7 separate regions of the Mus musculus genome follow, and regions 2, 3, 4, 5, 6 and 7 are each linked to region 1. The links are chromatin contacts, called in public HiChIP or PLAC-seq and promoter capture Hi-C maps. All regions are on one chromosome and are shown on one strand. The core of a region is the stretch at or near the end of the contact, and the rest is flanking DNA. Distances in the headings are between cores, read along the strand shown.

Region 1 (2,791 bases), core at 88-2,587:
GCATGTGCCCCCACCCGCAGGCTCTGGCTGCTGCTCTTACTGAGGACCTAGTACCCATAAGAAGGCTCACAGCAGTCATTCCAGTCTCTGGGGATCCGAAACTCTTTCTCCTGCCCCAGGCATGCATGCGGGGAAAACACTCATTTACAGCAAAATAAAAGTAAAAAGACATTTAAATGAAATAAAATACCAACTCAGGTTTCCCTTGTGGGAAGTAGGAGATGGCGTCTGACTGCCTGGCTCAAACTGCTCATCAAGTTAAGTGATAAAAACCAGTAAGTCACACACACCTAAAAAGCTTTAAAAGTGTTTGCCTTCAAGAAAACTAAAAAACACAAACATTTTTACAACCCAGGCGAGGAAAGTATCACATTTGTTAACGTACCCTGGGTTCAGTCTCCAAAAACCAACACAGCAGTGTAGTCTGTAATTCCAGCACTTGGGAGGTGGGAGGCATGAGGACCAAGAGTTCAAGGTCACCCTTAAGAACATAACAAGTTCGAGCCTAGCCAGGATTATACGGTCGCAAACCAATAACAAAAATAAATAAAGGGAAATATTAATCTCCTGTTTATTCAAAAATCTTCGTGCATTAACAGTCTTGCTATCTAAACAGATAAAAAATGATTTATAATATAAATAAATATAAATGCAGGATTGAGACAGGGCGGCTGCTGACCTGAGTGGCAGTGATGGGGGTGCAAGCGAGTTTCTTCACCCTGCAGCTTTTCTACCTCAGACTCCACTGTCGGGTGGACAGGTGTCCTTCGGTGACTAACCGAGAGCCCATGTGATCTGCTGAGGCGCTCTGCAGACAGCCTCGCGTGAGTGCACTGTCCAGGCTTTCCGGGGATGGGGTGGGGTGGAGAGGGCGTCTCCGTGAGTCCGGGGCAGTGGACACCCCATGTGCAAACGCCTACGATGGTGAGTGGTGGTGGGAGGGATTCGCCTTCCGTGTCTCTGAAGATGCTCCTGGGGTCAGGTGTGCCTCGTGAGCATCCGTCCCCGCCCCACGTGGATACCTGCCCTTCTCTGTTCTGACACACGGAGTGGGGGTACCGGCCCCCGAGAGTACCGGGAAGAAAGCAAAGCCAGAGGTCCACTCACCTGACACTTCAGGCCCGTCCGGGCTCCTCAAGCTCAGTTCTCCCTCCCTCTCAGTGTAGCCCAACAGCAAAACTTAACAGCACTTGCCAGTAACTGACAGGCTGCTAGGCCAATCACCGTGCAGCTTTTGGCCGCCGCTGGACGAATCGTTGTACGTCGAAGGTCCCATCCCAATGTCACTGTCCAGATACCGCTAGGTACTGTAGTCTTCCGCTTCCAAGCCCCACCCCCTTGAGAAGCTGCAGAGACTCCTGGGAGGTGTAGTACCACAGCGCCTTGCGTGCGCATTTCCGACGCCGTAAAAGAGCGGATGGCGAAGTTGGCTTTTACGACCTTCTAGAGGGCCTCTCATTGGCGCGATCCTCTGAAGTCTGCGCGGCTATGGAATATTAGAGCTCGCTGAACTTGACCCAGTTTTTATTTTTTATTTTCCAAATCAATGTAGTCTTAGAAGTCATATAACTTTGGAAAAGATGGCGGGAAGCCTGGTATTATTAGCCTGAAGGACTGGAGTTGGGTCGGGGTTAGATGGGTTCTTTGGGATAAGAACCTTTAAGGGAGTTGTACACACACACACACACACACACACACACACACACACACACACACACACACACGGGTCGGGGTTAGATGGGTTCTTTGGGATAAGAACCTTTAAGGGAGTTGTACACACACACACACAAACACACCCGGAGGAAACTACACACACACACACACACACGGAGGAATAAGAACCTTTAAGGGAGTTGTACACACAAACACACACACACACCCGGAGGAAACTACACACACACACACACACACACACACACACCCCCGGAGGAAATTTAGCACCGGAAGGACGATCGGTAGTTCAACATCAACCCAGAGTTCAAGGCCAGCCTAAGCTACGTGAGACCCTGACCTCTAAAACAAAAAGTTTATCTGAACTGAGATCTAAGTAATTTGCTGCAACTTCTTAATGTATCATTACTTACATGTTTTTAAATCAGTGGTTTATTTGTTACAGTTTAAGAGTTAATCTTAGCCAGGCGTGGTGGCGCACGCCTTTAATCCCAGCACTCAGGAGGCAGAGGCAGGAGGATTTCTGAGTTCGCGGCCAGCCTGATCTACAAAGTAAGTTTCAGGACAGCCAGGGCTATACATATATATATATAACCATATATATATATATAACCCTGTCTCAAAAAACCAAAAAAAAAAAAAGAGTTAATCTTTTTTAAAGATTTATTTATTTTATGTACATAAATGCACTGTAGTTGTCTTCAGACACACCAGAAGAGGGCATCGGATCCCATTACAGATGGTTGTGAACTATCATGTGGTTGTGGGAATTGAACTCAGAACCTTTGGAAAAGCCGTCATCTTTTTGTTGAGCCATCTCTCCAGCCCCTTTTTGTATTTTTTTTTTTTGGTTTTTCGAGACAGGGTTTCTCTGTGCAGCCCTGGCTGTCCTGGAACTCACTCTGAGTTCTGACCAGGCTGGCCTCGAACTCAGAAATCCACCTGCCTCTGCCTCCCGAGTGCTGGGATTAAAGGCGTGCGCCACCACGCCCGGCTTCCTTTTTGTATTTTTTAAGAACACCTCAAGAAACAGCTGGCTGGGCAGTAACAAATCTCTGGATAGCTTTTCTCATTTTGTTTTCCAAGTAGCAGAAATGACAGAAGTTTTTAAAGGTTAATA
Region 2 (2,791 bases), core at 103-2,602, 500 kb after region 1:
CTCAGCAGCCTGGGGCACCTGGAGAACTCTCCCTCCTGTAACTGCTTGTGCCCTGGCCGCCATCTCTACAGCTTTGTCAGGATGTAATCCCCTGCCCAACAAATTTCCACTCCTTCTAGGGATACCATAGCGACTTCTTTCACTTCACTGTCCGCATCTCTTCCCAGCTCTCAGTAGATGTCTGTGCCCCCACCCCTGTCTGTGTACCCCACACACTGCATATCCCAAACCAGCTACTCTCTACCCAACCTCAGCACACAGCAGCCCGGTCTCCCGAAGAAACCCTTGTCCTGCGTCTTACTCTCTCCACTGGGCACCGGGCTCCCACTCACTTCTCATTTCTTTTGTTTTGCAGCTGAGACCTCCTTCCTCTTACCCCTCATCTCTTACCCCCTCCACACCCCAGCTGGGGCTCAGACTCCAGAAAGCAGAAATCTGATGACATCATCACCCTGTCTCAGCTTGGAAAGGCACTGCACATCCCTAGAGGAAGAGTCACGACCACCATGCAGACTGGCCCTGCTGACTCTACATTCACGTTTTGCTGAGACTCTATCTGACCCTTGAGTAGATCCTTCAGTCTCTGAAGGGCAGAAATCACACTTACTGAATGCTGGCCACCTTAGCGAATGGGGCTGCCAGCCCTGACCTAACACTCTGGCTCTACTTTATTCAGAGGACCTGGGGAGAGCTGCGTGCAGCAGTCAGGTGCACGTGCCCTCTGGGTTCATATGGGAACCCGCAGATCCTGCTGCAGCCCCTGGCCCTGGCCACAAGCAGTTTCGGCCCTCGGAGAGGCCCTTCCCGCACCTCGCGCACGCGGCGCTCCACGTCCAGCAGCGCCCGCTCGTGGTGGCTGCAGTCGTGCACCGTGCACGCGCTGCACACGCAGAGGCCCTCCGTGCGACAGAAGAACTCGAGCGGCCTCCCGTGGCGCAGGCAGCGAGCGCTGTGGCTTGTGGCGGAGTCCCGGCGCGGAGTCACGGCGGGCGGCGCCGGCAGAACGGGCAGCGCCTGCAGCAAGGTGCTCATCTTCACGTTGCGGGACAGCTTGGCGCCCTCGGGGAAGGGCTGGCGACATTCCGGACACGACTTTTCGCAGGAACGCCATGAATCCTGGATGCAGTTCCCGCAGAAGCTGTGCCCGCAGGGCAGCGTCACCGGGTCCCGGTAGCGACCTAAGCAGATGGAGCAAGTCACCACGTCCTCCTCCAGCAACTGAGCGGCCATGGCGGAAGCGAGGCCCAGTGCTCAGATCTCTTAAAGGGGCCGAGGCTACCAGTGCGAGCACTACGTTGGGGAAGACAGTCCAGGAAGTCGCGGCAGTGCGCAGCCTGGTGCACTAGAACGTTCCTTGGCAGGGATCCAAGTCACCCTTGCTTGCCCGCCTTCTGACGCACTGGGAGCTGGGGCGCGGCTCCCTCCGGTCCACCCTGACTATTTGTGTTCCTTCCCTAGACTCTTTTTTGGGGGGGAGGAGTGGGTGGGAGGGTTTCGAGACAGGGTTTCTCTGTGTAGCCCTGGCTGTCCTGGAACTCACTTTGTAGACCAGGCTGGCCTCGAACTCAGAAATCCGTCTGTCTCTGCCTCCTGAGTGCTGGGATTAAAGGCCCAGGGCATGGTGTCTGTTCACAGCAGTAAAACCCTAAGACAGGCTACTGTCATCTCCTCTACAGCTGAGCAGAGCAGATGGGAGTTCCAGGGTCCCCAAAGGCAGTATGAATCAGAGATCACTCCTAATGGAGTAGGCAGAACTGATTTGTTTCTAGGCCTCTAGCCTCACAGTGGGGGCTCCAGGCCTTGGTGGGGGCTGAAATATGCTAAGGTAACAAGCAATCTGTTGCTAGGTCTGACAGGGGCAGGACTTTCTCCTCGAGGAGGTTCTGATCCCGGGGCTGTCTTTCACAAAGATCACAGGCTGGGCAAAGGTTCACTTTTCATGTGTACCCCCAGCTACCGGGCTGCTGGGCACCTTCTGCTCACCCACAGAGCACTAAAGCTTCACTAAAAGGGTCTGGGTGCCCGAAAGTGAAGACATATTGGCATCAGGAAAAAAGTATTTTATTCACATAGAATCGAGGCACATCCACAAGCCCCTGGGTGTCCTGGGAGAGGCCAGCATGGGACTGTCTCAGTTGGCTTCAGATGGCTCTCTCCGGAGGTGTGACCTTCCAGCTGCTGCGACAGTTCCCCCTCGGAGATGAATGTACTGAGTCTCTCAGTAGATTCCATAGGTGGGCTCATGACTGTCCCTGTATCGGTCCAGATAGCGTAGGGGCTGCTCGTGGGGGAAGCGCTTCTGTTTGGGGTGGTAAGGGGGTGGCCGTACAAATTCAAACACAGGTTCCCGCATGTCTGCAAGAAAAGTAAGGGGAGAGTGGTGGACTTCTGCTGACCTGGGCCTCCTTCCTTGCCTGTGAGGCTGGAGTTCTGCCAGGGACTTTTTTGGGTTTTTCGAGACAGGGTTTCTCTGTGTATCCCTGGCTGTCCTGGAACTCAGAAATCCGCCTGCCTCTGCCTCCCGAGTGCTGGGATTAAAGGCATGCGCCACCACCGCCCGGCTCACCCTGGCTTTCAAAGGCCATCTCCTGGCATGGCAGGAAAGGTCTTTATCCCCAGGCCTGCCTGACCACTAAGCCCTTACCTAGAAGCTGGTGGAAGGTGTGGGTGACAGAGTCATCCCAGCGGCACTGGAAAAAAGCCAGACCGGCTGGAGTCATGGCTTCCTGGTGTCTCTTGTAGAAATCAAAAGTGCGGAAGGTCCTCTGGGCCAGCTGGTAGCTATGAGGAG
Region 3 (2,791 bases), core at 216-2,715, 450 kb after region 1:
CTGACCCAGGCGGTGCAGGACAGTATAGAGGGCTTCCTCATACAGCAGGTCCCGCTGAGACATAGCAGGGTCCCATCATCACCCAGAAGCCCTCCCTGAGACCCACACCTCTGGCCCAGGAAAAGGGACAAAGTGGCAGATGTCCAGTGAAGGTTGAGACACAGCGTGTTCTCTACCAGGCTGCTGCATCCTCAGACTCTGGGGGCTGAGGGGCCTCCTCCATCATCCCCCACACTCTCCCAACATCTCCTCTTACCTCCTCTGGGGAGAAATGGTGGGACTGAACCTGGACCTAGGAGCAAGGTAGAAAGACACGGCGTCCCTGGAGGCCTCTCCAGCCAGCCAGGAAGGGCCATGCCTAAGACAGTGGAACCCCAGCACCTCGGCCTCTGGGCCGACCATGTCCCTCACCTGTTCCAACATAAGGCTCTCTGAAGGGCTGACCCCTGGCCCATCTTGCCCATGCCCTGGCCCGCCATGCCTGAGGTCCATGAGTGTTCAGGCCCAGCTGTGGGCTGTTTAGCACCTGCCCCCCTCTCCTTCCCCAGAGGAAACAGCAGTGCTTATCAGACGGCCACCGGCTCCTCACCCCAGCAGCGGAAGTGAGGCCTAGCAGCAGAAGTGGGTGAGTTGGGGGAGATGGCAGGCATGTCTTTGCTAGCTCAGAGGGGACCCCCAGGTAGCCCACTGTCATTGGAGATAACTGTTTCGTGGGGCTGGAACCTTCAAAGCTATAGGAACAGGGTGGGCCTGGAGTACAAGCCCACCAAAAAGAAGGGACTGGAGAAACCCACCGTGGCTCTGAGGATACTTGGTGGACCCCTCTGCCCACCCACAAGTACCCCCAGGGCCGTAGAGGGCAAGCGGGTGGGGGCCTGCCTCCCACATCCAAGCCCCACTACTACTGAGCACCCCCGGGCTGGCTCTTGCCCCTTCCTGCAGTCACTCCTACCTCCTGGGTGGCTTGGGGTGGTGGATCCTGCAGGTCTCTGACCCTGCGGCGCCTTATCTTGATGGCCTGGCGCAAGAGTGGACGCCGCTGGGGGTGGGAAAGGTGTGTCGCCATGGTGGTTGGCTCTGCCCTTCACTCTGCCACCCCCTGGCTGCGGCCGGGTGGAAACAAGGAAGCCGCAGGGTGATGCAAAGGGCCCCCGGGCTACACTCTGCTGGGGAGGGTGGAGGAAAGGAAGGGTCAGGGTGTCACTGCCTTGGTGGGGCCTTCTCCAAGCTCCCAGCAACACCCTTCAGCCTTCATCCCCGCCAGATCTTCCTCAGCCAGGAGAAAGTGGGCACAGTGGGCAGGCAAGCCCCACCCACCGTCCCACGGAGGCTCTGGGGAGAGTCCAGAGCTCCTGGCAACGGGTAAGGCCAGGCTAAGGCCGCTGCCTGCTTCAACTATGCCTGGACCGGGGAACCCACCCGCCCACCGGAGACCTGTGGTGTTCTCACCCTAAGGTTTTCTGAATGGGCCCCAGATCTGGGGCAGGGTGGGGCAGGCTCAGGGCGGTGGCTCCAGAGAGGCTAGAGGCAAGAGGCGTTCCTCAGCCAATTGCTCAGCCTGCTCCACCCCACAGGTGACATTCCAGGCAAGGGACAGAACTACTTTGTGTTAGCCAGAGATGGGGAGGAGAGGAGATGAGGCCTCGGAGCAGTCTCTGTGCGTGGGAGCATTTTGATCTGGGATCTCCCACAGCTCTCTGGCTCACTGTGAGTGGGGTGCAGGTCCGGCTTAAGGACTGCCATATTCCACCGTCTTCTTTCCTGGGTAAGGTGGCATGAAGGCACACACTGTGGTAGCCAGCCCAGCGACCCTCCCTCGTAGAAGTCCTGGCACGCCTGTGCTCAGGAGGGGAGCGGGAGGAGCAGATGGGACACAGGCCTCGTCCTGGCCCCCGCTGGCAGTGGGTGGCACAGACACCATCCCAGGCAGGTGCAGGGGCGTGGGGGCTCTGTGGGAAGGTTGAGAACCAACCACTCGCACTGAGACGGAAACCGGCCTTCTAGCCCCGCCCCCAGCAGCCCGCAGCCCCTCCTCCGGAAGACCTCACCCTGGTCACCACACAAGAGTCAGAGAACCTCCAGTCACTTCGTTTTTACTATTTCACAGTTGTAGCAAACAAATCAAGGTGCAAACAGGGTTTATTTCACATTAATATATTAACTGGACATTTTGTGTCAAATAAATAGGAATTCTCTTTAAATAACCATCTCCTCATTTTGTGTCTGGACCAGGAACGAACAAGAGCAATTCTTAGTGCATCCAGGGGGCGTGAAGCTTACAGAGGGGCAGACTGCAGGTTAGAGGTCACATAGTTGGAAGGCCTCAGTCCCAGATCAAAGGGCCTGGCGGGACAGACATGCATTCTCTATCCCTCCTGCAGAGCAGCCCCCTGTAAAGGGGAGAGGAGAGGAGGCGAATAATTCCCAGAAACAGTAGCATAGGGGCAGAGGGGCTTCCTCTGTAACACAGTGGCTTCACCTCTGATGCCAGCCACTGGAAGCGCCCAGCAAAATCCCTGGAAGCTCTCACAAAGAACAAGGTGGCCGGGTAAGTGTGACTGGACTGACAGTCTGCTGGGACAGCGGCCTTCCAGAGCCAGGAGCACACCAGGGGTAAGGAATGTGAACAGGGTTTGGCAGGGCCTGTTGGGGAGACACATGGCTGGTCTTAGGAGCCCAAGAGATGAAGAACAATGGTCACCAGGCTGAAGGGGCTGGGCAGCAGTGAGGAGTGGCCAGAGAGTCCCTCTGTATGGGTGGGGGCTAGTATCATGAGGAACGAGGGTCACCC
Region 4 (2,791 bases), core at 158-2,657, 400 kb after region 1:
CAAGTTTCAAGCCTGCTGGGGCTACATAAGTAAGATCCTGCCTCAAAACCACAAACATGTACTCACAAACCAAAAATAAAAAAGAATTTGATATAGATTGAACATAGAAAACAAGGTCAAATGGGAAGTATTACATATCTATGATGGACATTTTTATTATTTTATTATTATTCGTGGAGTGGGTTCTCTCCTACCACCTGTACATCAGTCCCAGAGATCCCACTTGGGTTTGCAGCCTAGGGAAGCAAGCACCTTTACCCCTACTCATCTCCAACCTGTTGTTGTTTGGTTGTTCTTGTTCGGGTTTTTAGACAGACTGACAGCTCTGGCTGACCTAGAACTACCAACGGATGCCACCAGGCTTTGAATTCAGAGATCCACCTTCCGTTGCTTCCTGAGTGCTGGGACCGAGATACATGCCACCGTGTTGGTTTTTGAGATAGGGTTTTAGTACATAGCCTAGCTTGGCCTGGAACTTGTGACTTTCCTCCCTCAGGATGTACCCCTATATCCAGCCTGTAGAAAGTCATTTCATAAAACCATATTCCTAAATGTGAGGCAATTGCCTTGCATTTCCCCGGAACAGAAAGGTTTTTTTCCAGAAAAGGGAACTAGAATGGACTAGAACATTTTTTTTTCCTCAGCCCCTGGCCCTTCTCATGTAGTCTATCACTATACTTCTCAACAATTTACCAAAGTGCCTAAGAGACTACTCTAGATAGAGATTAGGTTCTCCCTTGGACCTTAACCTACTGGAAACAAGGTATTTGGGCCAACCACTGAGTTCAGAAGGAGCCCAAGTGGAGGGGTTCCAGGTTTCAGGGTTGATAAATGTTAATGATGCCCAGGAACAATATGGTGTATTGTAATTTTTAAAAACAAAACAAAGCAACAACAATAAAAAGCTTCTTCAAACTGTCTGCTAGCCTGCATACTTTCTCTGGTGATTTACAGGTTACTATATTATGAAAATATTGGCTGACTAGCTTGCTGGCTCCGAGGCAATGCTCTAGACTGACTTTAGAAACGGTGCGCCAACTGTACTGGTAGGGAGGCAAGGCAATTACTGCACTGCATTTGGAACATTCTCCGTGGAGTTGTTTCAGGCCTCCCTAACTGGTTCCTTGCTCTCCGGAGGATCCAGTTTAAAGGTAGAGTTCACCTCCGACCACACTGACAATGCTCAGGTAATAGTTAAGAGTGACTAGACTACAATTACCACAAGGCATTGCGGATCCTCAGCATCCGGGACACCGTCCGCAAAGATCTCTGGGTATTGTGGTCTTGCACTTTAGCAGCGACACTGTGCCAACGGTAAAATTTCACCGGAAAGGAGGACCACAACTCCCAGCAACCTTTGCTGCTGTGCGGGGGGTCTTCACGTTCTCGTGGCGCGGCGCAGGCGCTGTGGGTCTTCGGCGCGGACCGCGCAGACTGAATAATAAAAGGGGAGCGGCGAAGAGGCAGGAAGACAGGACCATGTCGAAGGGCCCCGGGCCCGGCGGCTCGGCAGCTTCCTCGGCGCCCCCGGCCGCTACCGCTCAGGTGCTGCAGGCACAGCCCGAGAAACCGCAGCACTACACGTACGTAGAGCCCCCCCCGCCGCGCGCGCACGCCTGACGTCAGCGGCCAGCGTGAGTCACGCGCGCAGGGAGAGCGCGAGGCTGTCCCCCCCCCCCTTCCTCCGGCTCGGCCCAGACCGGTTCCAACCTGCTGGGACCGGTCCCAGCTTACTTCAACTGTCACCAACCTCTGGTCGGGCAGTGGGGCGGGAAACTCGGTCCCAGCCTCCGAGTCGGAAAGGCAGGAGCGCGGGTCCCGAATCCACACTTCTCAGGCCAGGCCTCAGAGGCCTGACGGTCTCAGACATAAAACCCGACAAGTCCACGACATGACAAGTGGAAGTCTGTACCAACCAGCACGAGACCTGTCTAGAAATGACTGTTTGCTTGAAGTCTCGGGAGGAGACTCTGTGCACCGGAGGCCTTTTGTATCTTTAAGGCCTGTTAGATTGTCCACGAGGATCACCCATGCTTGAATTCCCTTAAACAGTCAAACGTGCAGAAATGGGCTCACTCCGTGCAGGCTGTACTGTCTAGCTTGAGTCAGCGACATCCGGGGTGTTAATGGTTGCAGACCCCTTCAGCATCGGGCAGGCAAGGGAGCCTCATCGTAACTGGCCTAAATGAGATTGCCACAATGTAAAAACTGCATGTGTACAAGCTTAGGTCCCTGCCTTCCTTGCTGTCATGTCACAGTAGGCCTAGGTTCTGTGAGACAAAGGCCAATGCTGTAGTTCCTCTTGTAAAGCCCTGTTGGTTTCCGTTCCCTGCTGTGTGCCAGGAGTGTCCCTACTGGGTGCCTGAGTGATGGGCCAGTTTAGGAGATCCCAACCTGTGGAAATGTCAGAACCCGAGAGATTGAACAACACTCCAGCGTCCAGCCAGGAGCTGGCAGCATCCGAACTAAAGTCAGGCAGAAGCAGCTCTGGTTCAACACTTTTGGGAGTTGGGACAGGGGAACATTGGTTATAGAAAATGTATTGGTTTCTTCAAATGACTAGTGTTGGCTGACGTCATCCAAACTTGACTGTAACTCAGGTTAGCCTTTCAAGTATGGTGGTCATCAGTTGGTCCTTTCTTACTGGAGTTCTCTCTCACTCTGCAACCTTGCCATTGCTTTTGATAAGAAGGTCTAACATCAGAATAACATCACTTATCTGGTCACACACAAAAATTTGTAAACTTAGTGGAACTGTGAAAAACATCTACATTTGTTTATTTGTATGTGA
Region 5 (2,791 bases), core at 146-2,645, 380 kb after region 1:
TTAAAGTTTTTGAAAACAGGGTCTCACTGTGCAATCCTGTCTGGAACTTTCTATGTAGATCAGGCTATCCTCTAACTAAGAGGCCCACCTGCCTCTACTTCAGAATGCTGGGATTAATAAAAGTATATGTGGGTGGAATATCCCATTGCAAATAGAAAACTCATGTCACTTGAAGTTCTAGAACAGCCCCAGGGTGACTGAAGCAACCAGGATCCAAACCCCAAGGTTCTGTCGTCTGGGACACACAGGGCCGTGAAGGGAATAGGCTTAGCTTGAAGGAGATGGGAGAAAGCGCTTCAATTAAGCGTTAGCCTTGGGGGCTCAGAGCACAGCCTTGTGGGTCTTCAGGGGCGGGGCCAGTGGTGATAGGAATGTGAACCTGGACTCTGCCCTAGCTAGCGTCCAACTGTGGGCCAAAGGGGACAGATAGTGATCTTATGCAAAAACAGGCCCAGAGGGGCTCCAGACTTCCTCCCACCTGGACCCAGCTCTGCACGCGGTAATCCCTTGTTCAGGAACTACTTATGCGCTGAGAGACCCAGGCTGAGAGTCCAAGAACCGAATGTGTAACTTTGAGGGAGTCATTAGTGCTCTGTGGATCTACTGTTTTCTCTGTAAATTCAAGGGGATGGGCCGGGGGGGGGGGGGGGGGAAGCTACATTTACACAGGTCTACCTTTGCATAGGTCTAGGTCGGTGCTGTGGGCCCAATCAAAGTCAGAGGGCTAAATAACCTCCTTTTTTTTCTTTTTCCTTGTTTTAAGAATCTTACAGCCCAAGCTGTCCTGGAACTCACTTTGTAGTTCAGGCTGATCTTGAACTCGTGGCAATTCTCATGCCTGAGCTTCCCCAGTACTGGACTATTAGGAATGCGCCACCATGCCTAATACTCTCTTATATTGCTTCCTTGGTCCTCACATTTTTAAGAGGTTCATACTTCCAAGTTGTGGGCGATGCCCCCAGAAGGCGGGCTCGAGAAGACAAACCGCACAGCCCCCCTCCCCCCAGCTCTGGCTTCCTGTCTTCGCACGTGGACAACTGCACGTCCCGGGGTCTCTCACGTCTGCTAGACCGCTTCACTCCGCCTTCCACCCGGAGGGTACCCGCCCTCCCGTGCCCCCTATGCCAGCCCTTCCCTACCGCAGGCCGGGCCAGCACACACAAGGAAGGGTCCCCAATGCGGCCCCTCACCATGGGCAGCACCAGGCCCTGGTTGTAGTCCGTGTGCTCCCCGATGAGGTTGACGCGGCCCGGCGCCGACACTGCCAGCTCCGGCTCGGCTCCAAACTCCTCCATGAAGGCCCGGCGGGCCTCGGCCAGCAGCTCCTCGACCCGGGGCGGTCTCCAAGCAGCCATGACGCTCGTCTGCAGCTGGGCGCACCGCCCCGCGGGATGCTGGGGGCGGAGCCACGTGGCGCGGACTTACATTCCTGTCCTTCGCGGGACCCCGCCCCCGCTACGACGGCCCCGCCCATCCCACCTGCAGAGCGGGGTCCAAACTTAGCTCTCCAGCGCAAGCCAACGCGGCAGCTGACAGCTGGAGGAAGAGACTCGGTTGCAACTTGTATCTTCGGTGATGTCCTAGCAGGAGTTTGGGGCTCCCACTTGAGTAGCAGTTAACACAAATGGAGATCTGAACTTCCCATCCATCCCTGAACCTGGAGCCTCTTAATGCGCTCCCATCCCCATCATCATCATCCCTCACACAGCCAGGGCAACACCAACACGAGCTGGCAACAGGAACAGCTGAGTGTCCCAGAGGATCTAGCGAAGTTATGCTAAGTCGTCAGCCCCTGGTCGGTCATGTCTCTAACAGGATGATGTGGTACACAGTCTAGGGATAAACAAGGAGAGCCAAGGTTCGAAGCCTTTTACAGGCTCCTTCTCTGGCTCCTGGCGATGGAGGACTGAAGTTCATCTCATCCAGTGGCCGGCAGGAAGCAAGCTCAGGCACTCCTCGATGACGCAAAGGCTACTGCAAAGATGGCTAATGTTGTTGGCCCCTAGCAGTTGCTTCCTCCACAAGAGCCTTGGTCTCAGAGACATGACCATCTAAAGCCTTCATGCTGGCCCAAATCTTTGCCTGGATTCCTAGCTATTCCTGGTCACCTTGTGTGAAACCTTCTAACAGAAGGACTAAAATGTAAGACAGTAAGAGTGGAGAACGGTAGGGGGTGTAGCTCAGTGGTAGAGAGCACATGCATTCAAAAGAAACACACAAATAAATGTACTATCTTATTCAAAAATTAAATAATTTCCAAGCCAGGCATAGTAGTCCATCTCAGCACATGGGAGACTCAGGCCGGAGGAGCGGCAGTCTGAAACCAGTCTGGGCTAAGATTCTGTCTAGAAAACAAATAAACAGGTTTTGTTAACAAAAGACATGTAAATCAAGAAAGCAGTATGTGGGGCTGGAGAGATGGCTCAGTGGTTAAGAGCACTGACTGCTTTTCCAAAGGTCCTGAGTTCAAATCCCAGCAACCACATGGTGGCTCACAACCATCCGTAATTAGATCTGACTTCCTCTTCTGAAGTGTCTGAAGACAGCTACAGTGTACTTACATATAATAAATAAATCTTTAAAAAAAACAAAACAACAAAAAAAGAAGGTGTGATCTTCTAAAAAAAAAAAAAAAGAAAGAAAATAAGAAAAGAAAGCAGTATGTGAGCCAGGCACGGTGGCACACAGCTTTTTAATCCCAGCACTTGGGAGGAAGAGGCAGGAAGATGTCTGAGTTCAGAGGCCAGCCTGGTCTACAGAGTGAGTTCCAGGACAGCCGAGGGAGAAGAAG
Region 6 (2,791 bases), core at 100-2,599, 350 kb after region 1:
AGCAAAATCTATATAGCCCTGGCTGGCCTGAAGCTCTCCATGTAGACCAGGCTGACCTTGAACTCACAGAGATCCACCTGCCTCTGCCTCCTGAGTGCTTGGATGAAAGGCCTGCTACACAACAGCAGTGCCCCAACAGACTCGTTTTACTCATTTGTTTATGTGAGAGGGTGGGATGGATGTACACACCACAGAGACCTTGTGACAATGAGTCCCACCAGGAATCAAACTCAAGTCATGAAGTTTGTCAGCAGGCACCTTGACCCATTAAGACATCTTACCCAATCACACTTTTTTTTTTTTTTTTTTTTAACTCCTCTATGTACCAGGCACCAGGGCTGGGGCTGGGCTGGTGAAAAAAAAACCAAAAAACAAAAAAAAAACCAAAAAAACAAAAACCTCCCTTCTCTCTAGCCCAGACCTGGGCATAGGCCTCTCCACCTCTCCTAACTTGGATTACCCCAGGTTGGGGCAGAAAACATGGGTTCTCCGAGTCCACAGTCCAGTGGGATGATCATTTCAAACCAGTATAGCAAATGCCATAAAGAAGCCATACTCTGGTCTGGAGGTCTAGTTTAGTGGTAGAGTACATGGCTGATACGCATGAAGACCTATGTTCCATACCAAGCACCGAATCAAAAGGAAGATAATAAAAGGACAGGTGTGGTGATGGATGCCTGTAATCCCAGCACTTGCAAGGCAGGGGCAGAAGAATTACCCCAAGTTCAAGACTAGCCTGGACTACACAGTGGGAAAAGGCCATATTCTCCGACCAGACTTAGAAACCAACAGAGGATGTGGCAAAGCCGAAGAAAACTAAAGATCTTGTAACATTAGTTCAGGGTCTTCAAATATAAGGATAAATCTGGCTGAGTTTCAGACTGCATACTCTGGCTCTGACACTTGGCGAGCTTGAAGCCCCCACGGGTTGAGGAGGTCCAGTGCCAGCGGTGAGCATTAGCTAACCTGGTGAGACTAGAGTTGGGTTCTTGCAGCGCCTCAACGGACTCATTATTAAACAGAAACGGGGCCTGAAGGCACTCGAGAGCCTGCCGCAAGAGTAAGATTTGTGAATCAGCTTGTCACCAACACTGTAACAATCCATGAGTGCTACTCCACACTAGGTCACGTGGCCTCTTGATGGCTACAATTACATTTTAAGGAGATTTGAGTATCCGAAGAAACCTAGAGGCCCCAGTCCTTGCCTATCGGTTCCTCTAGTAGAGGCAGAGAGAACCCAGTGGCCAGCAGTCCAAGAGTGCTAAGTCTCCCTACCAGTTTGGGGCACGACCTATCCTCGCGCTGACACGGAGAGGGTGGTGCACGACCCGATGACCGTCGAGGCAGCGGGACTGACCCAGCTGGGCTCACTGTATTAAGAAGCGGACCCGCGACCCGGAGCGGCCCGGGGACCCGATCTGGGAGCCTGGACGGGTGGGGAAGACGGAGCCCCGGTCTGTGCTGCAGGGAAGAGTGGCTCCTCCTCCAGCCCCCTCCGCGGCGGCTCGGGGCTCGGGGCCGGCGCCGGTTGAGCCGCAGCCCTTTCCGGGGGGCGGGCCTGGCGGCTGCGGCGACACCCCAGCTCCTGCCCCGACAGGTGCGCGCAGCGCGCAGGAATGCAGTCCGCCTGACTCACCAGCGCCTCCTTCCTACCTGCGCCGCCCGTCCATAAAGCGCTGCTGGCTCCCGCCCGCCGCCGCCCGCCCTGCTGTCCCGCCGGGCTCGCCCGCGCGCTCAGCTCGACCCAACGCAGCCCAAGTCCGAGGTAGTCTCACTAAGGTAGGTGCAGGTCCCGCTGCAGATCCGAGGGCACACCGCCCGCCCCGGTGCCCCGGGACAACAGGGCTGGAGAGGAAAGTGAATACCCACTCCCGCCCGGGGCTTTTGTTTCCCTTCCCTTCCCTGAAGATTGGCAGGCCCTGGCTCCCTCTGCCCATGCTGCCAGGACAGGTGCCAACCCTGCCAGGATGTGGGAAGGGGACAGCTGGGAGCGGGGTAGTTGGGATCTAGGGAAAGAATGGTGAACATCAGATACCCCTGCTAGAAAAGGACACTGGGTAGGTGGGTAATAGGAGTGGGTAGAGGCTGGGGGCTCACCAGCCCTCTGAGTGCTACCTCCCCTGAATCTGAAGACAGTAGAGGAACAACTTAACTACCTTGCAGCAAGCCCCCTTCTTGTCCGGCTTGACAGGACCTGCTGTGTGGTGACCCGGGTGCATGTCAGGCGTGGGGAGTCCCTGATTTTCCTCTTGGCTGGCCCGCAGCCTGCTCTCTTCCCAAAGCCCGCTCCAGGCACCTTTGTTTGGGGGACCTTTCAGAATCTCATCCAGCAGTCCCGCGAGCACTTGGCCCCGCCATACACTCTTTCCCACGATCCTTGGAGGAGCCTTCTGGCTGTCACTGTGGCCCGGGACTCCAGGTGGCTCCCAAGGGTAGGGGCAGACCTCTTCCTTCTTCCTGACAGACTTGCCACACCCTGAGCATAGGTTCAACCCAGATGGCACGTTTGTTTCTACCCTCACTAAAAGTGAAAATCGAGTCTCCTGGGGGCTGAGAGAATGGACAGCAGAAAATGAGCGTTTGACTCCTTAACTCTGACTTCCAATAGCTGACAGGGTAGGCAAGGGGCTGTTACAGCTTCAAGAACTGCTGTCCTGTCTGGCCCAGCCTGCCATGGCTACACACTCTGTGATGGCATCCTCAGTCCTAGTCTTTATGTGGAATCTTGTTTCTATACTAGGCGACTACTTTTAGAACTTTTAAAATACAATTTGGGTCGAAGCAAACACTC
Region 7 (2,791 bases), core at 89-2,588, 330 kb after region 1:
GTCCTGGAACTCACTTTGTAGACCAGGCTGGCCTCGAACTCAGAAATCCGTCTGCCTCTGCCTCCCGAGTGCTGGGATTAAAGGCGTGCGCCTCCATGCCTGGCAAGATGTGATCTTGATGGAAGTTCAGCCCTATTTTAACAGTTTCATATAAATGAGGCTTATTGACAACCACTTGGGCTGGGTCATTGTGTTATGAAGGCCTTCCTTGCGTGATAGGATGCTTGACAGAGTTGCAGCCTGCCGATAAGTGTCCCTTTGAGAGCAGAGTTGCCCCAGGCTGAGCGCCTGGTGGATCATTGCTTTCCTGCCTGGCTTTCCCCTTAAGCAGGTTCCTTAGAGGTTGCACGCACACTGCTGAGAATAGGTGTTCCTTTACATTTGTCTGTTTTGACGAAAGGACCTCTCGATGTAGCCGACATAGTCTGTTATTTGCCCTCTCGTGGCGGGCACAGTGCACTGTCACCTGCGTAGGGTGAGTACTCTTCTCTTTGAGGAGTGGGTGGTAAGTCAACTCTTCAACAGGATGGCTTTCAAAGGACTAGCCAACTCACGGGCTTCTCCAGTGCTCTAGCTCCTGACAGCTGCCTGCCCCACGGGCCTGGAACAGTATTGGGTGTAGTCCAGGGGTCTTCAAATCACTCAGGAGCCCCTTCTTACAGCCAGTTAAGTATTCTGCAAGTGTCCTCGGCCCCACTGGGCTTTCTGTCCCTGTTCCCCTGCCGTAGTCTGAGTCCCTGGAACTAGCTACTCTGCTTAGGTTCCCACCTGGTGGCCATGGATACTGCAGATGTTTTCTGACAGAGGCGTTAGCAGGATGTGACTCATGCTGACAACAGGCTTTGTGGATAGTAAATGGAGCTACCCCTAGCATAGCCAAGGCATAGGCACTGTGGCAAGTGTCTGCGGGCACACTGCTGACACTTCCTGAGATGGTTAGGGGCTCTGGCCGCTCTGCAGAGCAGCTGTTCTCTGTACTGGGCACATTCTAGGACTCAGGGAGGAGGCACTCAAGTCTGTCCTCAAGTCTCTGAAGTATACTTTTATTTTGTTGTCCAGCATATGTCACCTTCTTGTCACTTATTTCCCAGGAATACTCTTGTTTCTACCCCAATTTATGAGGCTCCCTCCTCCTCCATACTCTCTGTCACTTATGTCCCAGAGGGTGGGGGGTTGCTACAGTAACCGTGGCACACCCTGTTTTTCTAAAAAGCTTTCCTGGCAAATGGCAAAGGGCATTCTTTGTCTGTGTCACGTGCACATATACCCTCTGTGGCCCAGCGCCTGCCAAGCCTTGGTTTTGTTATGAATGTTCACAAAATGCCCTAGCCAGCTCTTTCCACCCGCTTCCACTCTGGGCTGGCCTCTGCAGACTGAGCTCAGACCTAGACCAACGTCTTACCCCAGGGCTAAGAAAAAGGAAGAAACCAAGATTTGGCTTGACTGCCTGCCAGAGCTGGGTAGTGCCCTGCCTGAGGGCCAGTTGGGAGGTGGCAGAAAGGCATGGTGCAGCGGCAAGTGTGTATCCTATCCCCCTTGTGGGGACTGTTCTCGACTGCAGTTGCATCTCAGGCCACAGCATGACCTTTGATCTGTCGCCCAGCCTGTGCTCTGGGTGTGTCTAGTTAAAACCACTGACATCTACGAAGCCCAGGCTGTACTTATGCTTTAAGACTGCCTCAGGCCTGACCCCTGGCCTCAGTGTGTTCATAGTGTGCACAGGCCCGATCCACAGTAACTGTCCTGGAAGTCATTAGAGTCTCCAGGGTCTTGAAGGCCTTGTCTTACTCAGCACAGGGATGGTAACTATGCAGAGATCAAAGCACCTTATCTGCTAAGAAGAAAACATTAACCCATGCTGGGTGCACAGTGCACACTTGCAATCCCAGCCAATCGAAAGGCTGAAGCAGGAGAGTCCCTTCTAGGCCAGCCTGGGGCCCTAAATGAGGGGTTTCCCCCTACACACACCTAGTTTTTCTTTTTTGTTTGTTTGTTTTTCCCTTTTGTTTTGTTTTAATCTCTTAAGACCTGGAATTATTTTAGAATCATGACCGTAGGGGAGGCTCAGCAGGTAACACATTCTGCTCATAGACAGGACCCATGTCTGGGGGTTACAACCTCTGATAAATGTCACCTCCAAGGGATCTGATGCCTCTCTGGACTCCTAGGGTACCACACACAGACATGCCTATAATTTTTAAAAAGTAAAATCTTAAAAAGAAAAAAAAAAAAACAGCCTTGGACTAGAGACCAGGAAGACCATGCCACCCTCCGCCTTCCCCCAGACCCCCACCATGCCACCCTGCACCTCCCCTAGCCCCACCCCCGCCACCCTGCGCCTCCCCCAGCCCCCCCCCCCCGCCATGCCACCCTGCGCCTCCCCCCAGCCCCCTGCCATGCTACCCTAAGCCTTCCCACAGACCCTCTTCAGCTCTCTAGAGCTGTTCCTAGGACAGGCTTAGAGAAGGGCCTGGCACACAGTAGGTCCCCCTGCTGGGCTAGATGCTATTGGTGGTGGCTTTTTGGTGCTTGCCTTCCTCCTGCCCCACCCTGTGCTGTCTGCCACTGTTTGCACATTGTATGGTTCTTTTCATGAGGAATGTTTCAAAGAGCATGACAGAATCTTACAACAATCAGCCCATTGTCTGTGTGCTCCAGAGCCGACTCTGAGGTCCTGGGGTGGCCGGAGGCTGTCAGGGAAGGGAATGGGGAGAGAGGAGGCGAGGCTTGGGTGGGCAGTGTTCTGAGGGGATTGATTGCCCTCGGGAGTTGTGGTTCTTGTGTCAGAATC

What was found. Promoter capture Hi-C pulls out the DNA fragments that hold promoters and counts their contacts. HiChIP or PLAC-seq counts read pairs in DNA pulled down with a chosen protein or histone mark. Capture Hi-C pulls out chosen DNA fragments and counts their contacts.
Region 2: a contact with region 1 is called in a FOXA1 HiChIP or PLAC-seq map of pancreatic cancer cells. The contact joins the promoter of Trim65 here to the promoter of Slc25a19 in region 1. A contact is called at or near these places in 2 of 39 promoter capture datasets (liver and pre-B cells), 2 of 484 Hi-C or Micro-C datasets (embryonic stem cells and muscle stem cells) and 2 of 115 datasets of contacts at active chromatin or transcription factors (microglia and pancreatic cancer cells).
Region 3: a contact with region 1 is called in an HNF4G HiChIP or PLAC-seq map of pancreatic cancer cells. The contact joins the promoter of Unc13d here to the promoter of Slc25a19 in region 1. A contact is called at or near these places in 1 of 39 promoter capture datasets (liver), 1 of 484 Hi-C or Micro-C datasets (embryonic stem cells), 1 of 115 datasets of contacts at active chromatin or transcription factors (pancreatic cancer cells) and 1 of 9 other capture datasets (pancreatic islet).
Region 4: a contact with region 1 is called in a promoter capture Hi-C map of liver, with 2.4 times the contacts expected there. The contact joins the promoter of Unk here to the promoter of Slc25a19 in region 1. A contact is called at or near these places in 7 of 39 promoter capture datasets (cranial neural crest, erythroid cells, hippocampal neurons and 3 more), 5 of 484 Hi-C or Micro-C datasets (B cells, CD4 T cells, embryonic stem cells and 1 more), 5 of 115 datasets of contacts at active chromatin or transcription factors (astrocytes, effector CD8 T cells, embryonic stem cells and 2 more) and 2 of 9 other capture datasets (adipose tissue and embryonic stem cells).
Region 5: a contact with region 1 is called in a promoter capture Hi-C map of second pharyngeal arch cranial neural crest. The contact joins the promoter of Galk1 here to the promoter of Slc25a19 in region 1. A contact is called at or near these places in 11 of 39 promoter capture datasets (cranial neural crest, embryonic stem cells, erythroid cells and 7 more), 5 of 484 Hi-C or Micro-C datasets (B cells, the HL-1 cell line, embryonic stem cells and 1 more), 6 of 115 datasets of contacts at active chromatin or transcription factors (bone marrow-derived macrophages, craniofacial prominence, effector CD8 T cells and 3 more) and 2 of 9 other capture datasets (liver and pancreatic islet).
Region 6: a contact with region 1 is called in a promoter capture Hi-C map of pancreatic islet. The contact joins the promoter of Itgb4 here to the promoter of Slc25a19 in region 1. A contact is called at or near these places in 4 of 39 promoter capture datasets (embryonic stem cells, hippocampal neurons and liver), 2 of 115 datasets of contacts at active chromatin or transcription factors (embryonic forebrain and pancreatic cancer cells) and 2 of 9 other capture datasets (embryonic stem cells and pancreatic islet).
Region 7: a contact with region 1 is called in a FOXA1 HiChIP or PLAC-seq map of pancreatic cancer cells. The contact joins the enhancer-like site here to the promoter of Slc25a19 in region 1. A contact is called at or near these places in 2 of 39 promoter capture datasets (both in liver), 2 of 115 datasets of contacts at active chromatin or transcription factors (pancreatic cancer cells and stem cell-derived neural progenitor cells) and 1 of 9 other capture datasets (embryonic stem cells).

The regions. Positions count from the first base shown.
Region 1 is chr11:115,626,958-115,629,748 of GRCm38.p6, forward strand. Slc25a19 (solute carrier family 25 (mitochondrial thiamine pyrophosphate carrier), member 19) reads right to left here and starts at 1,338. Exons shown (of 7, transcript NM_026071.3): 1 at 1,108-1,338.
Region 2 is chr11:116,129,776-116,132,566 of GRCm38.p6, forward strand. Trim65 (tripartite motif-containing 65) reads right to left here and starts at 1,353. Exons shown (of 6, transcript NM_178802.4): 1 at 811-1,353. The coding sequence starts at 1,230. It overlaps Mrpl38 (mitochondrial ribosomal protein L38), which reads right to left. Exons shown (of 9, transcript NM_024177.3): 8 at 2,645-2,781; 9 at 2,042-2,355. The coding sequence ends at 2,219.
Region 3 is chr11:116,076,496-116,079,286 of GRCm38.p6, forward strand. Unc13d (unc-13 homolog D) reads right to left here and starts at 1,466. Exons shown (of 33, transcript NM_001009573.2): 1 at 1,450-1,466; 2 at 953-1,166; 3 at 257-292; 4 at 1-54. The coding sequence starts at 1,066. Wbp2 (WW domain binding protein 2) reads right to left here. Exons shown (of 8, transcript NM_016852.3): 8 at 2,076-2,791.
Region 4 is chr11:116,028,909-116,031,699 of GRCm38.p6, forward strand. Unk (unkempt family zinc finger) reads left to right here and starts at 1,408. Exons shown (of 16, transcript NM_172569.4): 1 at 1,408-1,583. The coding sequence starts at 1,480.
Region 5 is chr11:116,011,324-116,014,114 of GRCm38.p6, forward strand. It overlaps Galk1 (galactokinase 1), which reads right to left and starts at 1,396. Exons shown (of 8, transcript NM_016905.2): 1 at 1,191-1,396. The coding sequence starts at 1,355.
Region 6 is chr11:115,973,376-115,976,166 of GRCm38.p6, forward strand. Itgb4 (integrin beta 4) reads left to right here and starts at 1,350. Exons shown (of 40, transcript NM_001005608.2): 1 at 1,350-1,779.
Region 7 is chr11:115,954,048-115,956,838 of GRCm38.p6, forward strand. All of the region lies in intron 4 of Sap30bp (SAP30 binding protein), which reads left to right. Among named protein-coding and RNA genes, the nearest start is that of Gm39474, 13 kb to the left of the region's middle. Within about 2 kb of position 1,339, at least 176 of the 459 cell types and tissues checked have an H3K27ac peak or open chromatin away from gene starts, as enhancers often do. A contact at or near this core is called in embryonic stem cells, pancreatic cancer cells and stem cell-derived neural progenitor cells, where this site is marked.